Linked DNA regions of Oryctolagus cuniculus: region 2 is linked to region 1. The links are chromatin contacts, called in public Hi-C maps. All regions are on one chromosome and are shown on one strand. Each heading gives the region's core, a stretch centred on a gene start, on an enhancer-like site or on the middle of the called end of the contact. The rest is flanking DNA. Distances are from core to core; before and after follow the strand shown. Region 1 holds the start of HUNK (hormonally up-regulated Neu-associated kinase). Region 2 has its middle 64 kb from the start of SCAF4.

Evidence for each region. Hi-C and Micro-C count contacts between places; a contact is called where the count stands out from the background.
Region 2: a Hi-C map of an unstated tissue shows a contact between it and region 1, with 1.7 times the contacts expected there. The contact joins the enhancer-like site here to the promoter of HUNK in region 1. A contact is called at or near these places in 2 of 6 Hi-C or Micro-C datasets (ear pinna and an unstated tissue).

The regions. Positions count from the first base shown.
Region 1 is chr4:12,959,961-12,966,226 of mOryCun1.1, reverse strand. HUNK (hormonally up-regulated Neu-associated kinase) reads left to right here and starts at 3,850. Exons shown (of 11, transcript XM_051859489.2): 1 at 3,850-4,197. The coding sequence starts at 3,931.
Region 2 is chr4:13,024,038-13,030,265 of mOryCun1.1, reverse strand. No RefSeq gene overlaps it. Among named protein-coding and RNA genes, the nearest start is that of SCAF4, 64 kb to the left of the region's middle. Within about 2 kb of position 3,190, at least 1 of the 8 cell types and tissues checked has an H3K27ac peak or open chromatin away from gene starts, as enhancers often do.

The DNA of each region.
Region 1 (6,266 bases), core at 2,601-5,100:
TGAGCAGCTTGGAGGGGGGAACAGAGAGAGCAGTGTTGTGATCTGATTCCCGTTTTGAATTTGGCACAGAGGCCAGGCATAGTTACCAGGAGATGAGAGGGGCTGGCGGCTTGGAGTGGATAACAGAGGTGGAAATCGTGAGAATGGGTCAGAGGTAGGTATAGTTTGCAGGCAGAACCCAAGGGGTTTGCTGATGGATTGGATATGAGGGTCAGGAAGGGGAGGAAGAGAAGATGATGGATTTTTTTTTTTTTTTTGTGAACTTGGGTGAAGCTCTTGGAAAGGACAGGTGTGTGTGTGTGTGTGTGTGTGTTTGTGTGTGTGTGTGATCTGAGGTTAAGTCTGAGACACTATCAGACAGCACCATGGAGCTGAAGTAGATTGGCCACAAGACTCTGGCTTTGTGCAGACAAGAGGAATCAACCCAGCGGTCACACTGGTTTTATCAGCAGCAGGGCCCGCTGTGTTTGTGGTTTTCTGGGGCATCCCTGAGTGCCCACCTCTCTCACTGTTGTGAGGACAGCAGCATTGATGGCAGGAGTAGAAGTGAAAATCACCCCGGGGTTTACAGTATGTCAGACTCTGAACTCAAGGTGCGTCATTTCACGTGATCCTCATAATTCCTTAATATCCTGTTTTTACAGCTGAAAGAAACTGAGGTACAGAGAGAGGAGTCATCATAGCACTTAACTGTGGGGAGCTGGGATCCGTCTTGATGACCAGGAATCCTTTCTCCGGCAGCCTCTGGGCTGTGCACACTCAACAGCTGGGTGTCACAAAGAGAATAATGGTGGCCATGAACTCTGGAGACATGGGTTCAGGTCCAGTCTCTGTTATTTATGAGATGCTTGGGCTAGGAAGAATTAATCTGCAGAGTTCACAGGAAGTCTTCCAGGCAAAGTTCATTCATGCCTGCTATCTTCGCTTTGCAACCCGTTCCTTCTGCAGTTCCCAGTCAGCTTCTGCCAGCCTAAACCCCTTCTAGCCAACTCGCATTTCCTGGCCGTGCCAGCCCGATTACTTCTAATTGTCTTTGACTGCTTCCAGCTGGGTCTTGGAGCTGGTATTCTGCGGGAGCACACAGACAGTCTCCCAGCCATATGGAGGGAGGAGACCGGGAGGAAGGAAGCAGCTGGTACAAGTCAACTCAGGAAGCTTTCCATGGTGGGGCACGTTCTTTAAGGGGTTAACTCATGCAACTGAGAGAAGGGCCCTTCCTGGACATGACATTTATTGATCCCCAAAGGTAACCACGGATGTAACTAACCATGCTTTTAGAATGCCATCAGGAATGCCCCCCCCCCCCCCCAGGATGGACGGATGGGATCTTGCTGCCAGCTGGGAGCCACTGAATGACTGCTGTCACTCATAGATTTGACAACTATTTAGGGACTGATGATCCTGACACAAGAGAAGACTGTGGGATGAACATAGGAACAGCGGAGGGCTTGTGGACCCACAGAGATGGGACAGTCAGAGCGCTGCAGGTGGGTGTGGCACAAGCAGGGAGGGAGCCCCCAGCTTGGATGAAAACAGCTGGAGTGCCCAGTGGCACCCCGCAGGAAGGTAAGAAATTAAATTCTTGAATTAGTAGAGGACCATCAATGCTAACTTACTGCCATCCAGTTGGTCATTTTTTTGCACAACTACCACGGGGCCAAGGCACCGTTTTGGGCATTAGTTGCTCTTCCAGAAGGGAATTTCTGGTGTTATTCCCTATTAAACAAGGTCATAGAGAGAACAGGATCTGAGGTTTAAAAACCAGTTACTAAGCCCAGGAAGGGGTAGTATCAGGCTTCTCTTGGCATCCGTCCCAACTGAAGGAATTAACAGTGAACTTGAATCCAACCCAGGCAGCAGGCAGGCTCCCGAAAGATTTAATGGGCTTGGATCTTCTCTCTTCCTCACCCCTCTCCTGACCTCCACCCGGAGAGGAGAGTTAAAAGGAAAGAAAATCTCTATTTCATTGTGAAGGTCTTGTTATTTTTGTGGCGATTTTTTTTAAGCCATAAAGATACTTGGATGAATGGTTTCTGAAATTTGCCTGAAGCCATAATCGATACATTTCAGAATTTTCGTCAATAGCTGAAGTTCTAGCATATTTTTTAAAAGGTCACGCTGGATCAATACCACATCGGAGGAAGCTTCCAAATCTGTCCTGATAGGAGATCGGGAGTGGTAATGACCCCTACGATGAGCCGCGCATTCCTCACCCGTGAGGACTCCTCCCTCCCCCAACGTCTACTCTGTGGGCATCGAGTTGGCCACCACCCCCGTCCCACGTGACTGTCCTCTTAAAATCTGATTCCTGAGTTGGAGACACTAAAGCGATTGGATGAGTAGCGGTGACACTGGGGCACAGCGAGAAACACAGGAGAAAGCGGACCTTGAAGATTGCAACATGCGCACGCGGAGAGCCACAGAAACACAGCTGAACTCGGTCAGAGCGAGCAGCTGGCCACTCGCGCGTGCTCAGCTGCACGCTGGAAGCGAGACAATAATTGGTCCTCGGGTAGCGCACGCCCAAGACCCTGGGTCCCTGCAGCCAGTAGCCCCCAACCCGCCGTCTCAAAGCGTTGTCGTGGTCGCTGCCACACCGTTTTCCGGGGGTTTAAACAACGAAGGAACTTGGTTGGGACGGAATCCTCCCTTTCAGCGCGTGACCAGGGCTTGAGTTGGCACGAAGCGCGCGCACCTCAACAGGTAGCATTCTGTAAAGGCGTCCCCGCACCTGCCTTCCGGCTTCCCCCCAAGCCCGGGGTGCCTCATTTTCGGCTGGGGATCCTGGAGACGGATCGGGGTCCTGCGAGCAGCCGCGATTGTTTAGCAAAAGCGAGCGCTCTTAGAACAAAAGCCACGCGGAGCCGCGAGCGCGGGTCCAGCCCATCCCGCAATCCCGGGCAACCTCTCGGTGGCAGGCAAAGGTGTCCGCGTAGGCGCGCACGCAGCTAACGCCCCGGGGCCGTACGCTGCAGCTTGGGCTGTGTCCCTCGCAGCGGCTCCTCCAGCCCGGCCACCCGGCCCGCCACCTCCCCAACCCTCCTTCAGTCCACCCATTCCCGGGCCAGGGGACGCTACTGCGCGCCAGGCTCTGGTCTGGGCACCCAGCCCAACCCACAGGGCGCAGGGTTCCAAGGCGCCTCGCTACCTCCCCCAGCCCCAAGTGGGTGCGGCTGGTGGGGGGGATCACAGCACCGAAAGGTCCAGAAAGCCCCAGCCCGGAATCCGGAGGAGAGGCGCAGCCGGCCCGGGAGCGCGCGTGTGCGCGGCCCCGCAGGGTCCCCCGCGTCTGGCGCTCAGGTGGCGCCGCCGCTCGCTCGCTGCCCCCTCCCCTCCCGAGCGAGGGTCGAGCGTGGCTGTTGCGCGCGGCGAAGGAGGGGCTACGAGGATTTGAAAGTGCACAGGCTGCGGAGTGGAGCTCGCGGCTGTTCCCGCCGTCCGCGACCGGATTGAATTTCTGCGAATTCAAACTGAATGGGGCTTTCTTCCGCTGCCTCCCAGAGGCCGCCTGCAGCCCGCCCGGCGCACGGCTAGCAGCGAGCGAGCCGGACCGCGGAGCCCGTGCCTGCCGGACAGCGGCGGCGAGGGCGGAGGCTGCCGAGGCGCCGGGACCCAGGCGCCCGGCCGCGCCCCTCCCGGGCCAGCCCCTGTCATCAGCCCGCTGGACCGGACCCGGGGCGATCTTCCCAGGAAGAACTTCTTGGGGGCGGATCCCCAGCCCCCGGCCCCCTGGGCGCCTGCTATTGTCTGCGCGCCGCGCTCGGCCGCGCGGGGGGCGTGAGCGCGGCGGCTCCGGGCGCGGGGCGCGGGGCGCGGGGCGCGGAGACCGGGGCCGGGAGGGGCCGGGCCCGCGGCGGCGGCGGCGGCGGCGGGAGGAGCCGGAGGAAGAAGGAGGAGCGGCGAGCGCGGCTGGCGAGCCGGAGCCGCGCGATGCCGGCGGCGGCGGGGGACGGGCTCCTGGGAGAGCCGGCGGCGCCCGGGGGCGGCGGCGGCGGCGGCGCGGAGGACGCGGCCCGGCCGGCGGCGGCCTGCGAGGGAAGTTTCCTGCCGGCCTGGGTGAGCGGTGTGCCCCGCGAGCGGCTCCGCGACTTCCAGCACCACAAGCGCGTGGGCAACTACCTCATTGGCAGCAGGAAGCTGGGCGAGGGCTCCTTCGCCAAGGTGCGCGAGGGGCTGCACGTGCTGACCGGAGAGAAGGTGAGCAGCTGCGCGGCCCGGCTGCGGGCGCGGCCCGGGGGTCCCGGCGTGAGCCCCGGGCCGGTGCCTGTGCCTGAGCCCGCGCTCCTCTCGGGCTGGAAGGGGTGGGTGCGCGCCTCCCGCGCGCCGGGGGGCCTCGCCGCGGGGCCGTCTGGGCTCCGGGCTCCCCGGGTGGGGGTGGGGGTGGGGGCGGGGGTGGGGGGCGGCAGGGTTGCCCTAGAAGCCGGCCCACTTCGCTTTTTCTGCTCCGGGAAGGGCGCCGCCTGGCGGGCCGCGGCGCGGGGGCCGGGGACTCGGCTCTCCTGGCCGGTAGGGGCGGCAGATCCGCGGCGAGGGAGGAAGCCGCGCTCCTTAGATCGGGATTGGGTGTTGGGGGGGGTGGACATTAGCGGATCAGCCAGCCTTTAGGGGAGCTTAGATCTGAATTCTAGAGGGAGGGGAGGCGAGGAAAGGCCGAGACCCTGCAGACCCTCCCCCATGCCCCCACCTGTGGGCTGGGACAGCCAGGGAATTTCTCAGAAGGGTTTTCACCCCTGCCCCTCTCAGCACCTGTCCTGCAACTTGTCTTTCTCTCCACAGCCCCCTCCCCGGGCAACTCTGTGTCCTGCTGTCACCCACCACTCTCACTCTTGCCCCTCCCCCATTCCCTCCAGCCCGTCTGTGTGTGGGAGGGCGGAGAGGACCCTGCTTTGGCAGGTACAAAACCGGGCAAATACCTCCCAGGTTTTGGAGGTTGGGATGTGCCCCCTACCTCTTCTCAAAGAGGAGAAGGCAAAGGGTTCTTTCCCGAGGACCTGGAGGGACCCCCCATGCAGCCTGTGGCCGTGACTGCTTGCGTGCTGAGGCCCACGCCGGTGGCCTAAGGGCTCACTCAGACCTGCGAGAAGAAGCCCAAGGGATGGTGACTTTCTTCGAAGGCTGGGTCACCCCAGGCCGCGTGGCTGCCCCAGACAGAGAGTTGCCTCCCCTCTGGGGCTCAGGACTGCGGGCTGTGGCTGGCCGAGCTACCGCTCACCCTCAAGGCCATACCTAGGCTGCAGTAGCCCCTGTGTGGGGCCCATTGATGAGGGGGTGTCTGCAGGGAGGGGAGAGGAGGGAAGCAGGGGCTTCCTCCCTCTGCCCACTGGCCTGGGGGACCTGGGGCCCTCTGGCCACTGGAGAAGGGTCCCTGGCCGTGCTATTCTGTGAGGTCTCTGGTGACAAGACCAAAGTGTCCCCAGACTCATCATCACTTTAGTTTCCCATTCTCTGTGTCCCCACGTTGTCCCCAAGCCCTTTGCATTTGAGTGCAAGTTTTTGTCACTCTAGTAACTGGCGCTCTCTCCTACAGCTGTTCCAGGTGGGGTATGCCTTTCTTTTGGGGTTATGGTGAATGGTTGCAGAAGTGTGTCGGGCCTGAATTTCTGGGTTGAGGAACTAACTCATCAGGGAAGAAGAAAAATAGCAGAGCGTCTTGGTAGTGCAGAGGGGGCCGAGGACGGGAGCGAGCGGATCACACATCGCCACTCCATCCAGGGTGCGCGGACGCTGTGTTAGTTACTCTTCTGTCCCTGGGCAAACTGCTCCTGGCGCGGCTGCTGGGGGTTTATTTTCATTTGGAACATACAGGATTCTGCCTGGTCGTGCATATTTCCCCTCTAAACGTGGCAAAAAGAGGCGAGTCAGTCTGCTGACAACTCGGGCAGACATCGCCAAGTCCGTTCCTCCTCCCCTGGCTTCCCTCCCCGCTCTCTTGCTGCACTGTGGCCCTGGCTTCTCACTGATGCATTTTTCCTCCATAGCATAAAGCTCTTGGCCTTCACTGAGCTGTCTGGGGACGCATCCAGAGCTCAGCCCCTGCCCCCAGTACTTGGGTTCTGGAGCTCCATGCTGGGCCCCTTGCATACGCTGGAATGCAGGCAGTTGCTGTCCAAATGGGGTCCAGAGGAGGAGTCTGGCTGCACCCCAGCTACTTCTGTTTCTTAAGGGCTGAATCTCACTTTGTCTACCTCACCCTTATCATTTGCATTCATTGGATTTTTGGATTTCTCTGGATTAACTGGTTTGATCTAATTAATCAGCACAGTGGT
Region 2 (6,228 bases), core at 1,941-4,440, 65 kb before region 1:
AGAGAGCCCTCCGTTTGTAACAGCTGCCCTATTTCTCCTTGACAGTCAGGGGTCATCAAACCAACATTGCATCTGGCCGGCGCCACAGCTCATTAGGCTAATCTTCCACCTGTGGTGTCAGCACCCCGGGTTCTAGTCCCGGTCGGGGCTCCGGATTCTGTCCCGGTTGCTCCTCTTCCAGTCCAGCTCTCTGCTGGGGCCCGGAAAAGCAGTGGAGGATGGCCCAAGTGCTTGGGCCCTGCACCTGCATGGGAGACCAGGAGGAAGCACCTGGCTCTTGGCTTCGGATCGGCGCAGCGTGCCAGCCGTGGTGGCCATTTGGGGGGTGAACCAACGGAAAAAGGAAGACCTTTCTCTCTCTCTCTCACTGTCCACTCTGCCTGTCAAAAAAAAAAAAACAAAACAAAAAAAAAAAACAAAACAAAAAAAAACAAACATTGCCTCTTCCTTTTTCCCCATCTATTGCCCTAGGTATTTGGGAGCAACGATGTGTTACGTAGGACCAGTGGATTACACATTCAGTAGCCCAGTGACTGGTTTCTTTTCTGTGCTGTGTGTTCCTTGGAAGAAGTAGTATACATGGTGGACAGGGATGCTGGCAAAGAATGGCAGGTGCAGAAAGCAAGTCCAAACCCTGAGTAAGTGTCATATCAGTAAGGACAAGTGCTGATAGCTCATGGAAGGGCAGAGGGGCGGGGCTGAATACAGTCAATCTGCCACCAGGGGGCAGGCTAGTCCATCCAGAAAAGATGCACTGTTGCAAAGATGGTTCCTGCTTCCAGCAAGTTGGCCTTTGCCCCAGAGATAGGCAGTTTAGCCCTTCTGAAGGGAAGTCTGTGTTTTGAGTCTGTGGGTAGGATCCATCCCACCTTCATGGCTACTTTGCGTCCACGGAACAGTTGTAGGGGTGGCTGATTGATGGATCTCCACACAGCTGATCAGGTTGTCACCTGGCTTTCTTGTCGTCTTCCCCACTGCGGGGTGAGTACGCATCTGAGACACTTTTCTAGATGTCCATCAACACCCCTCCCTCTCGAGCCTCCTGTTACTACTTCTCCAATTTTGTTCCTTCTACTTTCACGATCTCCTACCCACTGGCGCATGTTCCAAATGCCTACAGTCACTAGGGTTGGACCAGGCCAAAGCCAGTAACTTAGAACTCAGTCCAGGTCTCCCACATGGGTGGCAGGGACCCAGCTATTTGAGCCATCACTGCTGCCTCCCAGGGTCTGCATTAGCAGGAAGCTGGAATTGAGCGCAGGGCTGGGACTGAAACTCAGGAACTCAGATGTGTGATGTGGTCGTCTCAAGAAGGGTTGTAATCTCTGTACCAAGTACCCAGCCCTAGACAAGTGTATGAGGAGGGAGTCCCCTCAGTTATAAAAAGGGAATTTAGGTGCTGGGCAGTCAAAATATCTCCACCCACCCAAGCCATCTTTCCCTATTGGTTTATTTTTTTTTTTTAGTAGCTGGAGTTATGGCACAGTGGGTTTAACTGCCACGTGCAATGCTATCATCTCGTATCGAAGTGCCACTTCGAGTCCCAGCTGCTCTGCTTCTGATCCAGCCCTCTGATAATACGCCTGAGCAGGTAGCAGAGGATGGCCCAACTACGTGGGCTCCTGCCACCCATGTGGGAGACCCGGATGAAGCCAGAACCCTGGCTTCACCTAGCCAGATTCTGGCTGTTCTAGCCATTTGGGGAGTGAGCCAATGGATGGAAGATCTCTTTCTCTCTTTCTGTCTTTCCTTCTCTCTCTGTCACTCTGCCTTTTAAATAAATATATAAAAATCTTAAAGTTTTTTAAAAAACTTCTTTATTTTTATTTATTGAAATGCAGAGAGACAGACAGAGATCTCTCATCTGCTGATTTACTTCCCAGATGCCCACAAAAACCAGGGCTGAGCCAGGCAATGCCAGGAGCCTGGAATGCAATCAAGGGCTCTTATGAGAGCTCAAGTACTTGAGCCATCACCTTCTGCCTCCCAGGGTGCACGTAGCAGGGACCTGGAGTCAGGGGCAGAGTCAAGACTCAAATCTCAGTACTTCAATATGGGATGTGGGTATCTCAAATGGCGTCGTTACTGCTGCACCAAACACTAGCTCCCCTCCTCTAAAAAATACAGAAAAATTTAAAGAACATGAAAATAAAATCTAATCCAATATCTCAGAAATAAAATATTATTAAAATTTAGGTGTGCTTCTTTTCACACTCCCGTCAATGAATATTTACTTTAAGAGAACATGTATTTCATGAGGTCAAGAGTGTCATCTGTTTTATTTGGCACTGGCTTGGCATTAAAAAAAATGAATGATTGCCTTTTAATTCTATTTTTTAAGATTTGTTTTATTTATTTTGAAAGGCAGAGTTACAGAGAAAGGAAGAGAGAGAGAGAAGTCTTCCATCTTCCAAATGGCCACACCAGCTGGGGCTGGGCCAGGCTGAAGCCAGGAGCCAGGAGCTTCTTCCAAGTCTCCCATGTGGGTGCAGGGGCTCAAGCACTTGGGTCATCTTTCACTGCTCTCCCAGGGACCTGGATTGGAAGTGGAGCAGCTGGGACTTGAACTGGGACCCATATGGGATGTAGGCACTGAAGGCGTCAGCTTAATCCACTACACCACAGTGCTGGCCCTGCTTTTTAGTTCTTAAACTAATATTGAAATCATTTTCCATTATCAATGAAAATTCTTCCTGCAGTCAGTTTTAATGACTAGGTAAGGTTTCATTTAATCAATGTTATATAGTTTGTAGTGAGCTGAGATCTGAGAGACAGCTGGGGCCTGCAGTGGCCTGTGTCACCTCCAGTCCCTTCCAAATCTGTCTGAAAGTGACAGCGTGTGTGACAAACTTGAATGTCCCACAGCCAATGTGGCCCAAAGCAACAAAGGTTAATTACAGGTCATGGATCAGAGCTCTAGACATAGATTCTTCTGTGGCAGGAGAACAAATTCGATCAATAAATGGTGTTTGCTTGCTTGATGGTGATGGTGGGTTGATGCCCTTCTAAACATTGTTTTCACAGCAGCTCTGTGCAGACTAATCCTCCAAGGTAGGAGCAGGCTTCCTGATGCTGGAGACACGCCGCAGCCTGCAGCAAGGCCTCTGATCTGTCACTTTCTTTCTGGGTGTGGCCTCTAACGATTTCATTCCAACACATTCTTGGCAAAGAAGGAAGGCACTAAATAACATCAAGAAGTGGGTAGATTTTTTTTTCCCCTTTAGATGTTGGCAGGAGGTATATAATACCCTGTTGGTAACCACAGCAACCCCTAGCTATTTACTTGAAAAACTTCAAACGGCCCAAGTCCTCGGACCCCTGCACCCGTGTGGGAGACCTGGAAGAAGCTCCTGGCTCCTGGCTTCTGATTGACACAGCTCCAGCCATTGCAGTGAACCAGCGGATGGAAGATCTCTCTCTCTCTCTTTCTCTCTCTCTCTCTGCCTCTGCCTCTCTATAACTCTGTTTTTCAAATAAATAAATAAATCCTTAAATAAAAAAATAAGGACTTCAAATGATTTCTCTGGGAGAGAGCTTCTTGGCACTCAGGAGGATGGGCATTTACTCGGCTTTCAAACACAGCCGTGCCAGCGCCAGAAGCGGGAAGGCGCTCTCAGCTCCTTCCACGGACTCTGGCTTCAGTTCTCTGTCATCTCGCCTTTTCGTCACAGGAGAGGAATATCTTACACCCAACAGCCATCTAACTGACTTTCCAGATTGATGGGCACTGCTTATCTGGGGGATGGGGAGAGAGAGAGAGAAATCCTACTCATTGGTTCATTCCACAGATTCTCATAATGGCTCTGGGCTAGGGGCTGGAGCCTGGAGCTGGAAACTCGATCCAGGTCTTTTTTCTTCTTTTTTAAAGGTTTATTTATTTACTTGAAAGTCAGAGTTACACAGAGAGAGAAGGAGAGGCAGAGAGTGAGAGAGGTCTTTCATCTGCTGGTTCACTCCCCAGCTGACCACAACAGCCAGAGCTGTGCGGATCTGAAGCCAGGAGTTTCTTCTGGGTCTTCCATGCAGGTGCAGGGGCCCAAGGACTTGGGCCATCTTCCACTGCTTTTCAAGGCCATAGCGGAGAGCTGGATTGGAAGTGGAGCAGCCAGAACTTGAACTGGGGCCCATATGGAATGCCGGCACTGCAGGCGGTGGCTTTACCTGCTGCACCACATCATGGGCCCCAATCCAGGTCTTTAATATGGGTACCAGGGACCTCACTACTTGAACCACCACTGCTGCCTCCCAGGGTCTTCATCATCAGGAAGGAGATGAGTTGGAGCTCAGGCACATCAGATATGGGACACAGGCATGCTAACTGGGTGTCTTAACCATAGGCCAAGTGGCCACCCCAGTGGGCACTCTTCACTCCTTCCAAACCACACATTAACAGATGCCCACAGTTGAATGCGCATAGCTGTTGACTACTTCTTGTGCACCCATGCACCCACCCCCTCATTTACCCACTGTGCTTATAAAGAATCAATTGTGTTAGCTCCCAAACCTCTTTATGCCATTTTTACCTATTAATACAATTAACTAATTAAACGAACTTACTGTTATGGGACCACTTGATTCAACAAATTGAACATCTACAACGTGCTAGACTTTGGTCTTTATATTTCAGTTAAACCAGTGAGCAAAGAAACAAAGATCCCTTTTTAAAAATATAACTTAAATTCTATGCAGAAATGTATAAGACCCAACAAATGTAAGCTGTTCAAAAGCTTTCGCTTAATTTAGTGTGGGTGAGACAACTGTAAAAAGATTGGGAGAAAATATTGCATTGCTCTGGAAGGAGTCCATGCTCATAATACTTCACAAGTATCTTTAAATTTTGTTCTGTTTAGAAGAAATCAAGACTAGAAGTATATGGGCTTGATTTATATGAGGAAAACAGAAGGAAGTCTGATCAGCAAACTCAAAGGAAGAACTTGGGACAACATCAAAAAATATTAACATATTTTACATTAAAATGAAGTACTTCAGGGAAATATTTATCTTTTTCTCTTTTTTTAAAAAAATTACTTGGGACATAGCCAGAAAGAGAGAGAGAGAGAGAGAGAGCGCTTCTATTCACTGAATCACTTTTCAAATGCCTGCAAATGGCCAGGGTCGGGCTGGTGCTGACGTCTCTCCCACCTAGGTGGTGGGAATCTAACTATTGGAGCTGTCATTGCTGCCTCCTATGGTCTTCATTAGCAGGAACTTGGAGTCAGGAGCCGGATGGGGCCTCAAGCCCAGGTGCTCCAGAGGGGGACATGGGAGTCTTAACTGCTAGAAGTAGCTTTTTTGATTGGCAACCAATGACTGGAACCGACTGGGCTGATGAAAGGGCTCTACTCTGCTGTTCAAGACTGCTTGTGTCAGCATCTCCATGAGCTGCAGTCCTGAGTCAGAGGTTCTAGGGTTAACTCTAGCAACCTGTAGTTAAATAAACTCCCTCCTCTGCAGGAGAGTCGGCTGCTGAGGGCAAACCCCCTGAGCCCTTCTTAGTCTGGACGTTAAAGTTGGGGATCAAGACTCAGGACCCCTTTGGATGGGAAGGCTCCATTCTGCTTTGAGAAGGTGAAATTTTTAGGAGTATTTTTTAAAAAATAAATATTTATTTGAAAGGCAGAGCTAAGAGAGAGAGAGAAGGGAGAGAGAGAGAGAGAGAGAGAGAGAGAGAAAGAGAGAGAGAGAATGAATCTTTCATTGACTGGTTCACTCCCCAAATGGCCACAATGGCTGGGTTAGGGTTAGGGTTCGGGTTAGGGTTAGGGTTAGGGTTAGGGTTAGGGTTAAAGCCAGGAGCCTGGAACTTCATCCTGGACTCTCACGTGGGTGCAGGGACCCAAGCACCTGGGCCATCTTCCACTGCTTTCCCAGGCCATAGGCAGGGGGCTGGATTGGTGGTGAAGCAGCTCAGTCTTGAACCAGTGCTCATATGGGATGCCAGCGCCGCAGGCAGTGACAACCTGCCGTGCTACAACACCGACCCCAAGGGGTCTTATTTTTAATTGTGTCATAAGAAACCTGGTATGAAAAAAAAAATGAAGTAATGTAAAAGAAATGTGCAACTCTTGGTGTCCAAACGTAGTAGACCGGTATCAAGGACACTAAGAAATGACCCTAGTTTTGAGTAGTTGAGACAGGGCCAGCACACGAATCACTAGGTTGGGGAACTAGAGAGCATAGAGTATTATTCATAAGAAAAAAATCGCATGCTACAGCTCCCAAGAGTGG